Regions from separate parts of the Mus musculus genome. Here regions 1 and 3 are each linked to region 2. A link is a contact called in public promoter capture Hi-C data. All regions are on one chromosome and are shown on one strand. The core of a region is the stretch at or near the end of the contact, and the rest is flanking DNA. Distances in the headings are between cores, read along the strand shown.

Region 1 (2,700 bases), core at 71-2,570, 770 kb before region 2:
GGGAAACAGGTATCAGGAAAGGAAGTTAAAAGTCTGGTTCCCAAAGGCGGCTTCCCTCTTCAAAATGCCTGTGCGTGCTCTAAAGCCAAGGCCACAGAATTGAGAAGCTGACCGTAAATTCCACACAGAGATACAAGGGACTCTTCTGCACAGCCAAAAAAACTCGTAAAAGGTGGCAAGGGAGGGGGTGGGGCGGGGTGACGTCAGAAATAAACAAACAACAACAACAACAACGACAAATAAGACACACTGTGGAGAGGAAACGGAAAGGTGTTGGGGTGGGGGGGAAGACCAAGGTAAAATAAGAAGGCAGCTCCCATTCAGGCGCGCTTAGCATTTCTGAATACCCCCCCTTCCTTTCTTTTTGGTGTTTGTTTTTTGAGAAAGAGTCTCCTGTAACCCAGGCTGGTTTCAAGCACACACTATGTAGCAAAGGCTGACCTTGAACCCTGGATCCTTCTCTGTCCACCTTCCAAATGCAGGGATTACTTTTCCCATACCGGTTCCACTCTACAGGGAGCTTTAAAGAATACGAAATGTCTCCTGCCTTCCTCACCCGGCTGGGCTGAACAGCTAAGGCAGAACAGCTGTTAGCCCTTGGGCTTGAAAGAGAAGCCTAGGGGAATACTCCAGACAACAGCAAGATGCAAAGGCCAGGGGGGCTGCTGAGACGCCTCAAGATCTCCTACATTACAGAGCTGGCTTTCCAAATCGGTACCCAGCTACTGGGCCAGAGACCCGGTCTTGGCAAAGTGACCAAAATATGTCATCCATCAATTCTACCTCCGATAGGGTGACTCTAAGACCAGGCTGACCAGCTGGGTTCTCTGAATGACAGGAAAAGGCAGAGCCCTTTCTCACCTGAAAGCAGCAGGACTCTAAAGACTTTAAAGTCAAAGACTTCTAAAACCGAAGTGAGGGAAGGACAGAGGGATGGGCAGACCTATTTCTCTTCCCCTCATTAAAGGGATTTTGGCACCTAGATGCCACCCGGGATAACCTTCAGCCCCTGGAACTCCAGAAAACCAGCATCCATTCCGAAGATCTGTCCCCTGGTTGCCCTAGGGCTGACTTGCTCGCCTGCAATCTGCAGCGCGCCCAGAACGCTGAGTGCTCACCCGGTTTGGTGCTCTGTCCGGTGCTGTCCCTGCGGTGTTGCGTCCCTGCAGTGCTAGATTCCCAACGTGCCGCGTCCTCGCTGTGCTCTATCCCTTAGGTACTCCCTTCCAAATGGAGCTCGGGACCCCGTGCGACTGGCCTTTTTTGGGTGCTTGGCGCTATTTTCCGTCTGGCCCCACATCACTTCCCGTAGAGGAGAGCGCGGTGGGGGCGGGTCCTGAGCGGCCTCCACCTCCGCCTCCTGTCACCTGCCCGCAGGCCCCCAGCCACAGAAACGACTGCTCGCCTCGCCTGGCACGGATCGGGTCTCCTCGCCCCTTCTGAAAGGTGTGAGAACCACAGAGGGTGGTTTTCCTTGAGACCAAGAGAGCCATTCACAAAAAGCTCAAATTGCCCCAGGATCCGGGTAAGGCGAGGCGTGCCCTGGAGACTCCAAAGGTCTGTCCTAAAAGCTTTTTCATGGCTGTGCATCCTCCCTGGAGACAGCTTGGGCATGGCCTACTGGGGTTCCTGGACTCGATGATGAGAAAAATAGGTAAGATTCAGTCAGAAGAAAATAAACACTATTCTGGAAGGCAATGGCCAGCGGAGTCTACATGCACACAGTCTAACTCGGATTACACTCACCCTGAAGTCCTAAAACACTGTTAGGGCAGGCAGTTACTGCACAGTAAGAGGGAAATTATGGGGTGGCATAACATGCTAAGACCCGGCAGGGTCCGGAGCAGCCTATGACCCTCTGCTGCCTCCTAGTGGCCTTCTACCGATGCCTAGGGTTTTCTGTGAGCAGTCTGGGTCTCAACCTGGGGATGGAGGACATTAGCCAAATCCGTCCAAAGGTGGTTCTGCGCTTCACACTGGCCTTTGGGCCTGCCCTGTTGCTTTCAGAATTCCACTTCCAAGACAAGCAAAATGCTGAGAAGGAAGACTGGGCTAAGTTCTGTCCATGCAGTTTCATTCATCCCTAGGGCCTGCCACCACAAACTCCGCGGTCCAGCTGTCCCACCCACCTGCACACCCAGTCACCCCTCCTGTCTGTAGCTACTAGGACTGCACCACAGTGCAGTTTCTCAATCTGTAGATGGCAGCTACTGGAGTCACCCACGCTTGTAAGCAACCCCAATAAACTGGACCGGTACAGAATCTTTTCTATCATTCCATCAGGGCTGAAGAGAAATACCCTCCCCAGGAAAAGCAAGGCAACCATCTTCCTTCAGGCACTAGCTCTTTTTTTTTTTTTCTTTTTGGTTTTTCGAGACAGGGTTTTTCTGTGTAGCCCTGGCTGTCCTGGAACTCACTCTGTAGACCAGGCTGGCCTTGAACTCAGAAATCCGTCTGCCTCTGCCTCCTCCCGAGTGCTGGGATTAAAGGCGTGTGCCGACGTCACCACCACCCGGCTCTGGCACTAGCTCTCAAGGAGCTATCACTAGAGGCCAAGACAGGTGGATTTCTGAGTTCGAGGCTAGCCTGGTCTACAGAGTGAGTTCCCAGACAGCGAGGGCTACACAGAGAAACCCTGTCTCAAAAAACCAAAAAAAAAAAAAAAAAAAAAAAAAGGTACCAGCTTTCAATACCATCACC
Region 2 (2,700 bases), core at 194-2,693:
GACATAAAATACTGAGGTGAGCTGAATGAGGAGTCCTAAAACTTAAGGTTCCGTAATGGCCCCGGTAGCCAAGCGTTCTCATCGTCATTTCTGAGGCTGACCTTCAAAACTGCTCTGCCAACAAAAACGTCTCCGAAAGTAGCCCAAGGTAAACATTGACACCAATGACAGATACAACCACTCAAACTCAAGGATGGCTTTAGTGCAGATGGTGGACCATCAAAAAGCACAAGGTCCTCCAACCCGGTCCCTTCACCCTATCAGTTACATCCAAACAACTTGAGTTGGTACAGTCATCTCTCAAAACAAGATAGCACACAGATGCCAAGGGAAGGGTTTTGTACCTTCAAACTCTTACTTCCATCGTGTGAATTTATGGTTAAGGGCACTAAAAGACGTCCAAGTATTTAGATGATTCAGTCCAAACTTGAAAATAAAGCCAAATGTTTAAGTATGGCGGACTATTTAAAAAAAAAATTTTTTTTCTTCGTGAAGCCAAAAGTCTCCATGCTCGCAGCAGGTTAACGTCCATTTTTTTCCTAGCATATTTCTTTCCTAACGGGTTACAAATGCAGGTTGGTCGTGAAAACACCATCTTCTTGCGCAGGCTAAAACCTCAGCGCGACCACTCGTTTGTGGTTTATTAAGTGAAACCTGCAACGCACAGCTGGAAAATCTGTCAGGCTCGGTTCTCCTCAAAGCCCTCCTCTGGTAGACAATAGCGGGGCTATGGCAGAGTGGGGACATTCCTTTGACAAGAAAGGTGGCTAGATAGGAGCGGTCGTCTAGCACAAGGTAAGGCCTCTGTGGCTGTTATGGCGAACGCCAGTGGGGTTCTGCTCTTGCGTGAAGAGTCGAGTGGGTTGGGTTGTGAGCTCGGGTCTCCGCCACACACACACACACACACACACACACACACACACACACCCGCGGACAAGGTACAAAGGACCGAGGGGAGTCGTCCCCCGAGAGCACAGCCGGGCTGAGAAAGCGATGGGAGGATCTGCGCGGTGGCGAGGCGACGAGGCGAGGCGACGGCTGGGCGGCCCTGTACTGTGGGCCGCCGCGCCGCCGGCCGCCTCGCCTCGTCGCGCCGGGAACCCTCCCGCGCCAGGCCCGGCAAGATGGCGGGCCCGGCCCCATGCGCAGCCGGCCCCTGCCCTGCCCGGCCCGGGCGCTCTCGCCGACGCGCCGCGGCCCGAGACCCCCACCCTGCGCCCCCGGAGTGCGGCGGCGCGGCCGCGCGGGAGGGCCTTCGCGGGCGGGCGGGCGGGCGGCCGCGCGGGGCGGGGGACGCTTACCGTGAGCGGAGCGGCTCGGCCTGACTGGAGCCCTGAGGAGGAGGAGAAAGAGGAGGAGGCGAGGGAGGAGCGCGGGCTGTGTACGCCGAGGCCGCTCCGGCTCCCATCGCGGAGCGGGGCTGCTGGGCGCCGTGAGGGGGGAGGGGGCTGTCGCGAGCCAGGGCGCAGTGCCTCATGGGTAGGCTCCGGGTTGGCCTCGCGCGTCCGCGCTCCCAGTCTTCCCGCCAACGCGGGAGGCGAGCGCGGCCATATGCGCCGTGCTGCGGACCTCGAAGGCCCGGGCCGGCCGGGCCCTAGCAGCCGGCGAGGACACGCGGGGACCGGGCTGAGCTAGGCCGTGGCGCTCATGGCCGCCTCAGGCCTAGAATTTGTAGGCACTCAGCAGTGAGTTCCATCCTTCTCCGTGTGCGAGGGTTAAAGGGCATGGGGAAGGGTGTGAGAGGAAAAGGAGATGAGTTTCCAGGATAGTACCACGTTGTTTTTGGAAAGTACGTTTTTGTTTGGGTATCTTTTTCACTCCTATTGTATGAATAGTAATCCGTAATTGGAGGTGGAAAAAAATGGCCGATGTATTTATAAGAATACTTCATCGTAAGTCGGATCTGTAAGGAAACAGACACCATGTTATGTCCGAAATGTAGATGGACATTTGTGTGTTTGAACGATGTCAGATTTTGTTAAAAAAAAAAAAAAGAAAGGAAGGAAGGAAGAAAGAAAGAGGCAATAAAACGAGGGCTGGAGAGATGTAAAATGAGTAAGAGCCCATGTTGCTTTTCTAGAGTGCCCTAATTTGGTTCGCAGCACCCCATGGTGGCACACAACTACAGTTCAGGGGATCTGATGCCCTCTTCTGGCCTCGGTAGGCACCAGACACTAAAGTGGCACACAGGCATATATACAGACAAAAAAACACAGATACACATAAACTCAAATACTATGAGCTACCTTCTATCAAATAGCCTCAGTGTCTATAGATACCAGGCTCTCGGCGATCAAAGCTTCTTTTATTCCAGTCTTAATTACTAGCTCAATACATTTCATACTTAGAGAATGGGTACAAAAGGTTTAAAGAGACCAGCAGATTTCAGAGGACAAAAGCAGAAAGCTGATACATATATAAAGTGAGTTGCAGATACTAAGGGAAGGGATCTGGGAACCCAATAGGAGGCCAGTGGAGCTAGGGCTGCAGAACAGGACCACAGGGGGCTAGAAGCCAGAGAGGAGCAAGATCCATTAGAAAGACAGAAGGAGGACACTGCAGGTGGGCTAAGCCCAGTATTGTGAATTTAGGATTTGTCTGCCTATCACTTCCTTGAAAGAGACACCAGGTGGTCAGGTGAGAGGTTAGCAATTCAGTCACCATCTCAGTGTTAGGTACCTATATTATTAGTTTTCTAAC
Region 3 (2,700 bases), core at 68-2,567, 790 kb after region 2:
AGATCTCTTAGCAATGCTTCAAAGATAATTGTTTCGAAGTCCATCAGGTATAAGTGTTATAAAAACAATGAAATGTGACTCTCCCTGAGAAGCCCATGCCCATCTCTGGGTATATGTTCCATTTGAGCACTTTTATATCTCTGAACACTCATACTTAGGCCTGTATGAAAATATTTTTTATTAGACTCCTATTCTCCTAGTCCTGAATATTTTCAGCATCAAAGTTACAAACCCTGGTTTGAAATCCCTAAAAGATTAGAGGAATTTCTCAGGCCGTGGAAGTCAAGAGTGGAGCCGTTCTTCCTTTCTATTCCCTTTGTTAATATGGCTTAATAAGCCCACTCTTAAGAGAAATGAGAGTTTATGTTGACATGAACATCTATTAAAAATGTTGACAGTGACTTGATCTGTGATCATTAAGAACTGAAAACAACTCAAATATCCTTCAGCATAAACACACAACTCACAATGCAATACTGCCTAGCAATAAAAAAGGGGCAGGGCAGCAAAGCCCGAATCAGAAACTGTCCAACTACTTGCCAAAGACGCTGTACTATTTTGCATCCTCTGCTCCCCCATTAGCAGTCTGTAGGAATCTCAGTCGCTCTTCATTATTTCCAACAGTTGACATGGTCGACCTTTCTAATTCCTGATATTCTGACTTGCTCAAATATTCAAATCTTGTTTTGTTTGAGACAGAGTCACTTTGCAACCTCGAATTCACTATGTAGATCAGGCTGGCCTTGAACTCAGTCAGCCAGACTTAAAGGCATGCACGACCATACCTGACTATATTGTTTCTAATATGCATTTTATTATAGCTAGCTATATTGGTCACTTGTTATTTTTTGAAGACTAAATTATGTTAATGTGTGTGTGTTTGTGCGCAGGTGTCTGGAGAAGCCAGAGTTTGTGAAGTGCCCTGGAGCTGCAGTCTAAAGGCATTTGTAAGCTACCCAACAGGGGCACTGGTACCCAAACTCTGGCATACTGCAAAAGCAGTATGCCCTCTTAGCCACTGAGCCATCATTATAACCCCGTTATTTATTTTAACTGTGATTAATGTCCATTCAGGAATCCCTGTAAATTTTTTGTCCAAAACTTTGATTGCTTAATCGTAGATGCGACGCTCTATTACTTTCGTCATATTTTACTTATTAGAAGTGAGTTTGTAAGTCTTTGACTTGAGTGTCCTATATTTCCCAGTGCACAGGCGAAAAGCCGGGAAAGCAAAAGGCCCATCCAGAGAAAGCCCGCCAAACCCAGACGCCTTGGCGGTGATGTAACTTCCGCCCCTGCACGCTTCCTCGGGCGTCCCCTCGTCCTGGCCTGTCCGTTTCCGGCATTTCAATAAAGCTCCCTTCGGCTCGGAGAAGCCGTGCTCTTCCGGGAAAATGGCGACTCCCGCTCGCGCTCCAGAGTCGCCGCCGGCCGCGGAGCCAGCGCCCGCCGTGGGCCCCGCCGGGGATCCCTGCCCGCCGCGCCAGCCGCAGCCCGTGCGCAATGTTCTCGCTGCCCCGCGGCTTCGAGCCCCCAGCTCCCGAGGACTTGGGGCGGCAGAGTTCGGCGGAGCTGCGGGAGAGGTTGAGGCGCCAGGAGAGACTTTTGCGCAACGAGTAAGCGGTGGCCCTGGGGTCGCGGTTGCGGGGGATCGGGATCAGGGAACAGGCTCTCAGGGATCGGGATCCGGGGACTTGGTCTCCCGCCCCGCCCCGCGGCCTGGCGCGCGAAGGTGACCTTGCGTGGCCAGGCCTCCCGAGCCAGGCCTGTCCTGTGCGCGGGCATGGCTCCATGCTGCCCGGCCCTCACTCGGCAGCCGCGCCTGCTCGATTTCATGTTCGCACTACAGCTTTGAACGAGCTCCGGTACCAAAGCCTCTTGATCGGAACGTGTGGGATTTCCTTCTCTCTATCTGAAGCCCCACTCTTTCCCCAACCATAGATTTGGAGAGCGGGCTGGAAAGTTTGGTTCATGCGTAGTGGGGAGAAGATGATAGCTGATTGCCTAAAGGCAGCTTTGTTTAGGAACAGGATTGAAGGAAGACGCCAAAAGGATATTTTCTGAGAGGTTTTTTTTTCAGCAAGGAGGGAAAAATGGACCATGAAGGCAATCGAGGGATTGGGGGAACTGGTGTAATAATTTGGAGACAAATATATATTAATAGTTAACAGGTGGTTGAAGTTTCTGGGGAGCAACAAAGAATAATGGGAAAATTGGGAGAGAGGGATGGATTTTAGGTTAATTTTTTATTTTGGGCGTATTCAGTTGAGGGAGTAATTGCAGGCATTTAGTTAATTAAAAGCCAACCGATTAAAACCCAGAGGAATGAGTATTAGGCACAAGAGAGAGAAGGCTGAAAAAAACCGAGAGGAACTCAGTTGCAGAGAGGCATTAATACTGTTGAAAACGTGGGAATAAATGTATCAGGAAAAATAGAGGACCCAAGGTTTAGCCCCCTTCTCCTGTTTGTTATATAACCAAGGAAAAGAACCAGAAAGGGAATTTTTGTCACTGAGGGAAAGGAGCCAATGACCATTTGGCAGGAGGGGTTCCTACTAGAAACAGGTAGGTATTTTGACTTTTCAAGATTGGGTTGTTAATTTTAGCAGTGAATTAACCTTCTGGTCTTGGAACATTTTTATACTCTTTAAGAGTTATTTGGCATCTCAAAGAACTCCTGTTTATATATGCTGAGTCTAG

The links. Promoter capture Hi-C pulls out the DNA fragments that hold promoters and counts their contacts.
Region 1: a promoter capture Hi-C map of pre-B cells shows a contact between it and region 2, with 2.7 times the contacts expected there. The contact joins the promoter of Rab27a here to the promoter of Zfp280d in region 2. A contact is called at or near these places in 3 of 39 promoter capture datasets (the HPC-7 cell line, liver and pre-B cells).
Region 3: a contact with region 2 is called in a promoter capture Hi-C map of liver, with 7 times the contacts expected there. The contact joins the promoter of Polr2m here to the promoter of Zfp280d in region 2. A contact is called at or near these places in 4 of 39 promoter capture datasets (hippocampal neurons, liver, pre-B cells and 1 more), 1 of 484 Hi-C or Micro-C datasets (Th1 cells), 5 of 115 datasets of contacts at active chromatin or transcription factors (bone marrow-derived macrophages, cardiomyocytes, embryonic stem cells and 1 more) and 1 of 9 other capture datasets (macrophages).

The regions. Positions count from the first base shown.
Region 1 is chr9:73,043,430-73,046,129 of GRCm38.p6, reverse strand. It overlaps Rab27a (RAB27A, member RAS oncogene family), which reads right to left and starts at 1,320. Exons shown (of 6, transcript NM_023635.6): 1 at 1,119-1,320.
Region 2 is chr9:72,273,631-72,276,330 of GRCm38.p6, reverse strand. It overlaps Zfp280d (zinc finger protein 280D), which reads right to left and starts at 1,443. Exons shown (of 22, transcript NM_146224.5): 1 at 1,302-1,443.
Region 3 is chr9:71,484,600-71,487,299 of GRCm38.p6, reverse strand. It overlaps Polr2m (polymerase (RNA) II (DNA directed) polypeptide M), which reads left to right and starts at 1,317. Exons shown (of 4, transcript NM_178602.3): 1 at 1,317-1,616. The coding sequence starts at 1,504.